Regions from separate parts of the Hordeum vulgare genome. Here region 2 is linked to region 1. Evidence: chromatin contacts called from public Hi-C data. All regions are on one chromosome and are shown on one strand. The core of a region is the stretch at or near the end of the contact, and the rest is flanking DNA. Distances in the headings are between cores, read along the strand shown.

Region 1 (6,449 bases), core at 2,024-4,523:
CGGTGGCCAAGCTAATCTCCAAAGTCCTCTCCCGGCGTCTATCCGCGGTGATTAGTACCATAATCTCACCGGCGCAATCTGCTTTCCTTCGCTCCAAATCAACGCAAGATAGTTTCCTCTATGTGCAAAATATAGTGCGATCACTGCATAGGAAGAAACAGCCAGCTCTCCTGCTTAAGATGGACATTGCTAAAGCTTTCGATAGCGTCTCATGGGAGTACCTTTTAGAGGTGTTGCAGCAACTACGTTTCCCGGCACGCTGGTGGGACTGGGTGTCCCTGCTGCTCTGCACGGCCTCTTCGGCCATCTTGCTAAACGGCACTACCGGCTGCTACTTCACCCATCAACGGGGCCTACGGCAAGGAGACTCCCTCTCCCCACTGCTCTTCATCATCGCCATTGACACCCTCCACCGCCTCCTTGAGAAGGCCACGGAGTTGCAAGAAATTGCACCGCTACCAGGCAGGGGGATTCCCCTCAGAGTTAGCCTCTATGCAGACGACGCCGTCATCTTTGCCAATCCGGCAGCAGAAGAGATCATAGTTCTCATGGCTATCTACGTGACTTTGGGCGAGCATCGGGGCTGCTCATCAATCCGTCCAAATCAACAGCTGCTCCGATCTGCACCACATCTTAGCTGCCTTCGGAGGGAAAGTAGTCGCCTTCCCGCTGACCTACCTGGGCCTGCCGATAACTTTATCAAGGCTTAGGCTCGTCCACATTCAGTTCATCTTAGACAGGATCAGAGCTAGATTAGCGGGATGGAAGGGGAAGCTCCTTAACATAGCCGGCAGGCGAGTCTTAGTACGTAACGTCCTCTCAGCTCTACCCACTTTCGCATTATCTGTGCTAAGGGCGCCGAGGAAATTCTTCGAGGAGATAGATAGAGCTAGGCACCGTTTTCTGTGGGATCAAGAAGACGGGGAGTTAGGTGGAGGCAAGAGTAAAGTGAATTGGCCCACAGTCTGCTTCCCTTTGGAGAATGGGGGACTTGGCATCCTTGACCTAAACCGTTTCAGCCGGGCCCTCAGTCTAAGATGGCTTTGGCTGCAATGGACGAGCAATGACAGGGCCTGGCAGGGCATGAATCTTCCCTGCGACGAGGTGGACAGAGAGCTTTTCAACGCATCAACAACTGTCACCCTAGGCAACGGCGCAACGGCATCCTTCTGGCACTGCTCGTGGACGGGAACAAGTTCCCTCAAGACACTGTTCCCATCCCTTTTCAAGCACTCGAGGAGGAAGCAAAGAACAGTGCGAGAGGCACTTCGGGACAACACCTGGGTAGCAGACTTAGCTCATGGTAGCAATTTGCACCTCTGGGAGGACGCGATTAGGCTCCACAGATGGCTACAAGACAGAGATTTGCAACTCCACGCAGAAACTGCGGACACTATTACATGGAACCTTGAGGCCTCACAAACATACTCGGCCAGGTCGGCATACAATGCACAGTTCCAAGGAAGGCTAACATCCGATTTCAAGAAGTTAATATGGAGGACCTGGGCACCCCCTAGGCTCAAGATTTTTTGCTGGCTAGTTCTTCGCAACAGGTTATGGTGCAATGACCGACTGCAACGTCGTCGGTGGCCAAACGGCTATTTCTGTCAGCTATGCCTACGGAACCTGGAGACATCAGTACATCTGTTCTGGGAATGCCCCATGACGCTGCAGATTTGGACGGAGGCCGCCTCCAGGGCTGGATGCGCCTCTTTGTCCCCTCGCTTATGGGCGACAAAGACTGGGTCAGCCGAGAAGATAACCACAATGATCGGGGCGGCCCAACCACTTCACCGCAAGGCTACCAAGACGATGATCATACTGATTTTATGGGAGATTTGGAAACACAGGAATGATTGCACCTTCTCAAACAAGCAGGCGCAGATACAAGACTTACAATGCGCAATCACGAGAACCGTTGAGCTATGGAGACAAGCTGGAGCATTCTTCTTGGAGCCCCCTTTCTGGATCCTCCGTGAGGGATCGACTCTACCCCCCCCCCCCCCTCTCGTTTTTCTTTTTAAGTTTCTCTCCCTTTTTCTCCTTGATCCTAGGATCGTACCCCCCGCCTTGCTGTAACCGCTCTCCTACCTGCTAAGTTCTAATATATGCCAACATTCCAAGCTGGATCTTTCAAAAAAAAAGTGTATGTACATCACAAAATTGCTTATATATTCACTACAAAAAGATAGTATAGTCCAATGGTAAATACGCATAGATTTCGCAAAAATAAGGTATATACGTACGGTCCTAGATCGCGCAACATGTATAAAAAGAGAATCTCATGCAAATATAGCATTGCCAAGGACTATATTTTTTCCTTCGCTCGCTCCTTGCCAACCAATGCCTGTGCGAAATAAAGACGTACCGTGTATCATCTATTAAGTTGCATCCTAAATTACATTTTAAAAATAATGAACATGTAAAATAACATAATATTCAAATTCTACACATTTTTCTAATCAAATTTCATATATAGCATGTTAAAATTAGAGTTACGGTTTTAAGAGATATGTTTTGAATATATATATTAATTCTTAATAGATGCAAGATGATTAACACATATATTAGGGTGATTTATGTAAAACTGAAAAAATGGTTCATAATCACTTAAAAGAGAGACTGCAGATTAGTTCGGATTAAATAGAGGGGTTTTGCATAAAATGTAAAAAAATGGTTGGTTAATTACTTAAAAGACAGAAAGTTTTCTTGCAAAAACACCAGCAACGTATGAAAAAAATAATATTTTCTTTATTATTAGGAAGGGATATAGAAAAAATAAACAGTAACAAAAAAAGTTAAAAAATCAAGAAATAAGAAGCATAAAAATGTAAATAAAAAAGAAAATAAAAATAAAAATGAAAGGAAAAAACAACCGGAAAGAAAATAAAAAAACAAATAACAAACGAAAAACCTGAAGCAAAATAATGTGCAGCACGCATTGGCATGGACCGGCCTAATCCCCATCATTTTTTGCCACGTCGACAGTTCTTTGAAAAATGACTTGAAGATTTGATTTAGATCGAAATTATATAGTTCGGGATGTGATCGATCAAAATTTTAACTTGGGTTCATTTCATCTGATCTTTATGAATTTAGAATTTAAAATAAACTTTTTCCTTGTGCGCGTGTTCTGCGCGTGGTCTCGTCACGAGACGTGGTGATCGAGGAAACACCAGCGTGCAGCACTGGCCTGTGCTGGACGGCCCAAGGTCCAGGTGTGCAGCACGTCAGCGAGACGGGATTGCAAGGTGTGGTAACATGGTGCAGCCCAGGAGCAGCTGGCCGGTGTGGCGCGCTGGATGGAGCTGGAGGCAGGCACAAGTGGGCTGCGGTAGTTGGTGGTGTGCGTACATGCTTGACATTTGTTTATTACTATTCGTCCTAAATATAATTTCTTTTAGATATTTTACTAGCAAACTATATACGAATGTATGTAGACATACTTTAAAATATAAATTCATTCGTTTTGTTTTATATATAGCCTTTCTAATGAAATTTCTAAAATTACTTATATTTAGAAACAAAGGGAGTAGAAAAAAGTGCCAAGGTCTGCGTGTTTACATGAGCAGTTTTTTATTTGCGAATAAAGCAACTTCATTACTTAACTAGAATCATTACATTCTTGTTGACAGATCACAGATAGCATCAACCTTAACAGGGGCATACCTTAACCAAACAGCGGTTTGCGGTAGCGACTGACCCATTTGGGCAAGAGTGTGTGTACGCAAGCTGAATTTGATCTTTTTCTGCTAAAATGCACGAAGAAGCTACAAGAACAAATAGAAACATGGAAAAATTGTGCAGGTTAAATGGAAGTTTTTCGGGATCGATTTGTTGAGAAGGCTTGAAACACATGAACATGCTATGGAGGCACATAGACAAGCGTGTCATAAGGATCATGTATAACAGGTCATCGAGTCATGCATGTTATGTGGTGAAAATATAATGCACGGTGGTGAAGAATATTCGTCGAGGTAGAGTTTATTGAAATTGTGTCGAATATAGTAGCCAAGGTAGATTACAGTTTAAGCAAGATATAAAACCGTGTCCTAATAGGACACTTGTATCTTTGACCTCTTATATATAACGAGGTTAGACACACGATGTAATCTATGCCATCTTGTTACAGCGGACGGTGGGCATCAAGCAAATCAAAGGCCTAACATCAACACGGCTCGCGTCCGAGCCGTCAAAGAGATGGTGGCGAAGTAGACCGTCCGGCGTGCGGGATAGGCTAGGAGCATAGTAACGTCCCGAACAGGCAGATTCGGTTGTGCCCTCGGCGATGATCTAGACGGCCGGCAACTGAGCCGCGGCCTGGCCTGCATAAAGTGGAGTTGCAGGTTAATTAGAACGATGGCCATGCGAGAGGACTGGACTTCACGCCAAGATCACGTGCTCGTCGCTCGATCATAGCTACAGAAAAGGATGGCTTTGTTTTTTCCACGGTTGTGAGCAATTTATTGGAAGGGGAAAAACTGATGCTTTTATATGGGTATGTCGAAAGAGGCAGGCGGTCTTTTTTTTAGGGAGAGCGCTTGTTCCGATATTACCTTGGAAACGGAACCATTATTGACATATACGTTTTTTGTTAAAAACGAAGCAGCCGTACGACTTTCGCTGAACTATATTGGCATTTATGTCTCAAAAAATCCTAAAGATTTCTTTTTTTTAATATTTGATCAGACATGAGGAGGTAAGACTGCATGAGGTGTGATATGGCTAGATGTGATTGGGTGCTGAGATATCTATGCTGCATGTTGAGATAAATTAAGTAGTGGGAATAAATTTCCTTAATATGCGCTGAGATATCTATGCTGCATGTTGAGATAAATCAAGTAGTGGGAATAAATTTCCAATTTAAATACATCTGTAGTACAACAACTTGCTTGACATTAACAGATTCATACATAAATTTGAAAAACCCACGAAACTCATACACAAACCCGTTTGCTGTAACAGATCACGACAAAAATAACATGACTAGGCACATGTGGCGCACCACATTAGAATTTGGCACGCGCCAGGCCTTGTGTGTTTTACAAAACAAACCTGAAAATTGGATTTATAGCGTGTATTGGTCCTAAGTTGAGTGTGCGGATGAAAATATTTTGAGAGCAACCTCATATTGTCACAGTTTTATGAATGAGCCTCGCTAACCCTCCTGAAAGCCTTGCCTGGTCGCCTCGCTCCTTGAGCTCTCCGAGGCGATCAACAGTGCGTCGTTTTGAACCAGTTGAAGGACAGGAAAGCGACATGTGGCCAGTCATACTGGCGGCGACCAAGTTTGCGTTGGCGTGTGTTATGTGTTGATTCCCTCCCTTCCCCACGCCCTTGCACCGTCGCTTCTTTCCCTGTTTCATTAGGTTTTGAGGGCAGGGACGATCATCCTTTTTTTGTGCACGGATTCGATGATTGGGGACTTTTTTGCGCATGGATTCATCGATTGGTAATCTTGACCAGCAAGTGAACGTATGATTGTTCAGATTTCAGTGGAGAACGGAGGGCAGTGTGATGAACGCCTGATTGTATGGGAAGGCAAAGTAGATATGATAGATATTGTTGATATTGGACAGTGCCATGTGTGACTATCATACGAACAATACTGCTGTGGATTTAGTATTGTATATGTAAAGTATTGATTTTTGAAGAAAACTCTAAACTTCCACTAATTTACGACTGAAATTTACTGAAAATTGACTGTGGCTATCTCTTAATTTTGTGTGCAGGGAGTCTGATTTTTATGTCATGACACATATACATGAAATTATAGTTTGTAGTACTAAATTTTGAGTTGAGCGTTGCTAGGGACGACACTTACTGGTTGGCCGATCTTTGAGGATACTATGCATCAACGAGTGAACCACATTGAATAGAAAAATCACACTGCTTCATACTGAAAACCGCACTGCATCGGACGTGTAAGGGACTTGCATAACTTATTTTGTCGGACGTAAATTTTCCAAGAACGGGATGAAAGTGAATCTCACACACTACGAAAAGTAAGCCGCATGAATGGGACGAGTGCACTACATTTAAGATTACATTTTTGCAACAAAAGAATGTTATCTCCCACCAACATTCTTTGAATTTTTTTAACAAACAAATGAACAGCAGAAAACAAAAACAAAGTACTGCACGACAGAGCTAACCAAACTGCATGCACACATTTTGTTTTGCGTCGGACACTCGCCAAATTGCACGCGCACGAGCTATGAACCGCATGTCAAGCGTGTGCGACTTAGATGGCATGGTCGATGGATTGCAGGGAAAGATCTGGTACTTGCCAGACTACACACGCACGAGCTTCGAATCGCATGGCGAGCATCCCCAAGCTGCATGGCCATGGTCGAACGACCAGATAGGAAGAGATGGAGCTTGCGGTACCTCCTCGAGTGTGTGTGTGAGAGAGAGAGAGAGCTGCAAGTGCCCCTGTGATGGATTGC
Region 2 (6,449 bases), core at 2,561-5,060, 990 kb after region 1:
GATGGTACCTCTGCGTTCAGCACATGTACAACTAGATGACGATCTCCGCCTCCTTGATCTAGCAAGCGAGGGTGGAGAGGTAGATGAGTTCTCTAGCAACACAACGGTGTGGTGCCGGTAGTGGTGAACTAATCCGGCAGGGCTTCGCCGAGCTCTGTCGAACTAATCTAGAGGAAGAAGACGATCTATGGAGAAGAGGGCAACACGTGGCTTTTCAGGTGGTGGCTGCCCTCAAAACCTCCACTATATATAGTAGTAAGGGGTAGGTAGGGCTAGCCTTGCCCCTCCTCCAAGGAGGAAGGGTTTGGCCGAAGTGGGGGGAGAGTCCACCTCCCACAAGGGAGGTGGACACCCTTGGGAGGACTCCTTCTCCACCTCCTCCACCAAGTCTTGGCACATGGGCCTCTTGGGGTCGGCTGCCCAAGCCCACCAGGGGCTAGTGCGCCACCTCCTAGGCCCATGTACCCCTGGGGTGGGTGGGCCCCTCCCGGTGGACCACCGGAACCCTTTCGACACTCCCGATACAATACCGAAAACCCCCAAAACTATTCCGGAACCCGAATACCACTTTCCTATATATATAAATCTTTAACTCCGGACCATTCCGGAGCTCCTCGTGACGTGCGAGATCTCATGCGGGACTCGGGGCAACCTTCGGTCACCAACATACATAACTCAATAACACCGAAACGTCACTGAACCTTAAGTGTGCAGACCCTGTGGGTTCGAGAACTATGTAGACATGACCGAGAACTCTCCAGTCAATAACCAATAGCGGGACCTGAATGCCCATATTGGTTTCTACATATTCTACAAAGATCTTTATCGGTTGAACCTCTATGTCAAGGATTTAGTTAATCCTGTATATTGTTCCCTTTGTCCATCGATATGTTACTTGCCCGAGATTCGATCGTCGGTATCTGCATACCTAGTTCAATCTCGTTAATGGTAAGTCTCTTTTACTCGTTCCGTAATACAAGATCCTGTGACTAACTCCATAGTCACATTGCTTGCAAGCTCATTGTGATGTTGTATTACCGAGTGGGCTCAGAGATATCTCTCCATCATACGGAGTGACAAATACTAGTCTCGATTCACGCAAACCAAATAGACACCTTCGGGGATAACTATAGAGCACCTTTATAGTCACCCAGTTACGTTGTGACGGATACACACAATGCATCCCTCCGGTGCCCGGGAGTTGCATGATCTCATGGTCATAGAAACTGATACTTAACATGCAGAAAATAATAGCAATAAACTGACACGATCACATGCTACATTCATAGTTTGGGTCTTGTCCATCACATCATTCTCCTAATGACGTGATCGTGTTATCAAATGACAACTTATGTCTATGGTCAGGAAACGTTGACCATCTTTGATCAACGAGCTAGTCCTATTGAAGCTCACTAGGGACAGTGTGTTATCTATGTATCTGCACATGTATTTGAGTTTCCAATCAATACAATTATAGCATGGATAATAAATGATTATCATGAACAAGGAAATATAATAATAACCACCTTATTATTGCCTCTAGGGCATATTTCCAATAGACGGATGGGAGTGAAGGGGAGTGGAGTGAAGTGGCTAGGGTTTGGTCCAACAAGCGGACAAGAACAAATATATGGGGGTCGATGCAAGCCAACGCGAGCCTGACACACGTGGGGGCATGCCCGGGCGCCCCATATCAGTTCCATATTTGGGCTGGATAAGGGAGGTCACAGTCATCTCGGGCATTTGAGGCCCGTTTGGGGCGCCCGATTGGGTCGAAATTTCGTGACCGATAAGTGACCCGGCGGCCTATCTGGACGTATGAGACATATATAAAGGGCCTGACTGTAGATTTTATTACATCCAGCAAGACGACCTAGGTTTCTTCCAAATCTTACTGCAGTACATTTTGCTGTAAATGAATCAAGGCATGTGTCTATTTTTTTCCATTTGGAGGAGCAATGGATGTGCCGTTGTGATCATGAAGGATTGCTCCCACCGGTCCTTCAAGTGATTAGTGAGTAATGTTTATTATAGCTTTTTCTAAGAGTACCTCAGCAGTGTATCATATTTTTATAGAAGGCAGAAAGTATAACTACAAAACCTAAATGATAACGCTCATACGAGTGTCACGAGGAAATATGGTATATACACCTTCATAACTATTCATCTTGCCACATCAAACATATGACATTAACAGAACCTTTGTGATTTTTTAGACTTCAAACTATTTAATTCTTAATAAAAAATTCAATTAAAAATCCGTTTTCATCATTAAATTCACCCCGACGAGATTTTTAAAAGTAGATCACATATTGATATGTTTCGACGATTTTTTTTGGGTTAAAAGTTATCATGATGTTTACAGTAAAGTTTTCATAGTGTTTATAATAAAGTTGCCAGGACATGGTTTCTCTAGTTTTTTCTTTTAGATTTAAAGCTACCATTGTATTTCAACTACTTTTTTACGGTAATTTTATTAATTGACCATGACAAATGTTAATAATTAACCATGATAAATTCAATTCATGGATCATGACAATATTTAGTAATCCATCATGGCAAATTGACTATAGATCATGGCAATTTTAGTATTTTGACCATGATAATTCTAGTATTTTGAACAAGAAAAATATTTTCCTATGAACCATGGCAATTTCTAGTGCATGCATGATAACATATTTAAGTAATTTACCGTAGCAATTTTAGTTTATGGTTCATGCAAATTTGAACTATTGATCATGCATTTTTAAAGTAATTGACGACATATTTTTTTTACTCATAAATAATGTAAAAAATATTTCATGTATAATGTCAAAGTTTAGAATTTATCTTGGTAAGTTTGGTTTCTTATTTTTTTATAACATGATGAAATTTATTTTAAATATTAAAAAAAGCAGTTGAAATATATCATGAAAATTTTAGTATAACCATGATGACAATTTATATGCAATAGACATGTCAACTTTTAACGTCCCAAAAAGTCATCCAAACATATCGATATGTGATCTAGTTTTGAAGATCTCGTTACAACGGGTTTAATGATGAAAACTTTTTTCAAACAAAGTTTTCCTTTAAGAGATAAAACATTTTAAAGTTTAAAAAATAGAAAACCCCACTCACATCATCTGATTAGTCCCTATTTGCATGCATTTTTTTTGAGAAATAAAAAGACCGATGTAGTGGGTGGCTAGAAGAACGTTTAGTCCGACCTCTTTTAGCGCACACGTATAAGTAAAATTGATTCGTGCCACAAGTATGACACTTATCAGTTATCAGTGTCCTTTCAAAAATCAAGTCGAGAGCAAATAGACATGTAGTTGAATGGTCAGAGAGACTCTGATATCCCAACACAACAGGGTTCCAATTTTGATGCTCATATTATTTTCCTGAATTTATTATAGAAGTTCCGGCGATGCGCTTCAGCGAAAGATGACGTTTTCGTCGACGACGATGTGCGTACGATGACATCGTAAATCTTAAGATGATATGTTCACTTATTTTTTTGAAGATGCTCATAGAATAAGATGTGTACATGTACGTTTATAGGGGTGAGTGTACGAGCTTGCCGTGTAAAAAAAAAAAGCTAAGTCGAGATGGCATGGTCTTTTGAAAAATGAAAAAACCCTGTCGGTGATTAGCCTAAACCGGGGTCATTACCCGAGTCGAGAACAAACCACGGCAGAATTGACGGAACAGTCACGTCCAGCTCACTCCGCACGAAAAGGCCAAAACCGGAGAACCAGCCCTACCACCACCGTTCCTGCCACTCGGGCCCCATAAATCCCCGGCCACATCGCCCCTCTGGATTCTAGACTAGAAAGACCGCCTCCCTCCCGCGGTCCCGCCGCCCGGCGACCGGCTTCAGCCGGTCCACACCCGCAAGTTGACCGCCAGCCGTCGCTCTGCCTTCTTCTCCTCTGCCGGTAAATAAAACCCCACGACGAGGGAAAAACTTTTTTTCTACTAACACGCGCAGCCCCAGCGAAGCAGCTCAGCGGCGACAACAAAAGAGGGGACCCTTTCCGTTGGTCGCCACCGCCAACTCGCCTCGGCCCCCGCTCCTCCGCACGCCCGCGCGGGATCTCGCGCTTGCTCCCCCCCGAGGAGGGCTCTCCCGGTGAGGGCTCGTCGATCGACCGGTGCGCACGTGGTGATCGCGGCCGGATCTGGCGGGGTCTCGCCGGATCTCGGGCCATTTTGGGGGGCGGTTGCTGATGGCTGGGTTTCCTACTTTGTAGCAGGGTTTGCGGCGGGCGATGGCGAGCCGGGTGAAGGAGGACGAGAAGAACGAGCGGGTAATACGCGGGCTGCTCAAGCTGCCCGCAAACAAGAGGTGCATCAACTGCAACAATTTGGTAGGTTCCCCGCTGGTTTGCTCGAGTTCGCTTGCTTAATGTGGTCGTATTTGAGGCCGGGTTTGGGTCTGGGAGTCTGGAATGGCTTAGAGCTCGTTTGACTTCCTCCGCCATGGTTTGCTGCAAATGGTGCTTTTCTGTCAAACCGCGAATGCGCATGGCGTACGAGGGTTCTCATGGACATGGACTGGCAGGGGTGAAAGCATCATCCTGTTGGGTGGGCTAGAGAAAAATGTAGCCTCAGTCTGCAGATTATACCGTGGTCCAAAATACAGGCCTTTTTATGCACACTCTCTTAGGATGTGCATTGGGTGTGATTTCATTGCTGGGATGCACAACAGTGATGTTACTAAATCGTAATTGTTAGTGCCACATTTACATCCTGCATAATTTGGTGCCATATGTTGTTGTGCATTGTTCATGTTCTATTCGGAGAAGGGCCCAGCATACCTATTCACATGATATCTGCCGTTATTTGGGACACCTCTAGTGCTTGCTACTGAGTATGCAGCAGGATGGGTTGATTTGAAGGCCACACCCCTTTTATTTTGACATCACAAGTTCACAACTGAAACCTACCTAGTTTGCTATGCATAAAATTGCATTAATTGTTATGCTCTGTAGCTCCATGGCGTCTCTTATATGATGCAACCATCTAATATTTTTAACGTGAAGAACTCTGTGAAATGGATAAGCCATGGATGTGATTGAGTGACAGTAGAAACAGTTGTGTCCATTGAAGTCATATTTGAAGATTCATAAGCTCAGATTTGTGCCCATTGTCTTGCTGCAATTCAGTTTTCCCTGCATTTCTCCAGAGCTAATTTTATTCCATTCGCACCATAAACGGAACTTATGAGTGCCAGCTTGTGAATTATATATGCCATTTTGCCCATGTTCTGTGTTGCTTGTATTTGTATGCATTGCATGTTTCTAAAAGATTGAAATACTGATGCACCACATATATTGGTATGAACAGGGACCACAATATGTATGCACAAATTTCTGGACCTTCGTTTGTACCAATTGCAGTGGAGCACAGTAAGATTCCTTTTCAGTTCTCTTTCATTTTGTCTTAGATGTATCATGGTCAATTTAAATAACAGGTTCACAACCCCCAATTGGAATGATTGAAGTTAGCCTTCCATAATAACTGCCTGCCTTTTCTTTTCCGCTCCTCCTAGCCGAGAGTTCACGCACCGGGTGAAATCTGTTTCCATGGCTAAATTTACTGCACAAGAAGTCACTGCTCTACAAGGAGGAGGAAATGAGGTATTTTCATGTTCCTATAGTTCTTAATTTTCCGTCTCATGTATTTTTGTTTAACTTGACATGGGGTTTGCATAACTTGTAGCGTGCTAGAGAAATATTTTTCAAGGAATGGGATTCTCAGCGCAATCCATACCCTGACAGCAGGTTACCTTTCTTTGTCCATCTTCATGGTTATAACTTGTTAGTTTTGCCTTTAGAATTCTGACCCGTTCGACTGTTTCCTACGGTCTCAGTAATACGGACAAATTGAGGAATTTCATCAAATATGTTTACGTGGAACGGCGATATACAGGAGAAAGAAGCTCTGATAGACCACCGAGGGGAAAGGTGATGCTGGCACCCTATAGCTCTAGCATTTCTGCTGTGATAACCGCCATCAATTCTGGGAACTCTATCCTGTTGTCTTGTAAATTCATTATTTGCTGGTTGATTTGCATATTTCAGGACGATAAGGATGAACATAGCGAAAATAGAAGATCTGATGGAAATCGGGGTGGTTCAAGAAGTCCACCATATAATGAAAGTTACTCTGACCGTCGGAGTTATAGTGGACGGAGTGATGACAGAAATTCCAGACATTCCTATGGAGAACGTAGTCCTGGCTATGACCAGAATGATTATAAGAAAAGCCCCCGCCACTTTGAAGTTGTCGACGATAGATCTGGGAAAACAACTCCAGTTCAAAGGTTCGAGGACCGCAGGTTTTCTGAACCACGAAAGCCAGAGACTGGGTCTCCAAATTACCAGAGAGAAGCCAATGGATCTAGTCCTCCTGTTGTACGGCCAGTGAGGGAGATATTGGGTGATGATGCTCCTCAACTT

Evidence for each region. A called contact is a pair of places that touch in the nucleus more often than the background predicts.
Region 2: a contact with region 1 is called in a Hi-C map of leaf, with 9 times the contacts expected there. The contact joins the promoter of LOC123406347 here to the enhancer-like site in region 1. A contact is called at or near these places in 3 of 6 Hi-C or Micro-C datasets (leaf and seedling) and 1 of 1 datasets of contacts at active chromatin or transcription factors (embryo).

Annotation. Positions count from the first base shown.
Region 1 is chr6H:175,134,073-175,140,521 of MorexV3_pseudomolecules_assembly, forward strand. No RefSeq gene overlaps it. Among protein-coding and RNA genes, the nearest start is that of LOC123406506, 59 kb to the left of the region's middle. Within about 2 kb of position 3,274, at least 3 of the 3 cell types and tissues checked have open chromatin away from gene starts, as enhancers often do. A contact at or near this core is called in leaf and seedling, where this site is marked.
Region 2 is chr6H:176,127,613-176,134,061 of MorexV3_pseudomolecules_assembly, forward strand. LOC123406347 (probable ADP-ribosylation factor GTPase-activating protein AGD14) reads left to right here and starts at 3,811. Exons shown (of 14, transcript XM_045099853.1): 1 at 3,811-4,117; 2 at 4,242-4,355; 3 at 5,335-5,396; 4 at 5,540-5,627; 5 at 5,710-5,771; 6 at 5,861-5,954; 7 at 6,072-6,449. The coding sequence starts at 4,257.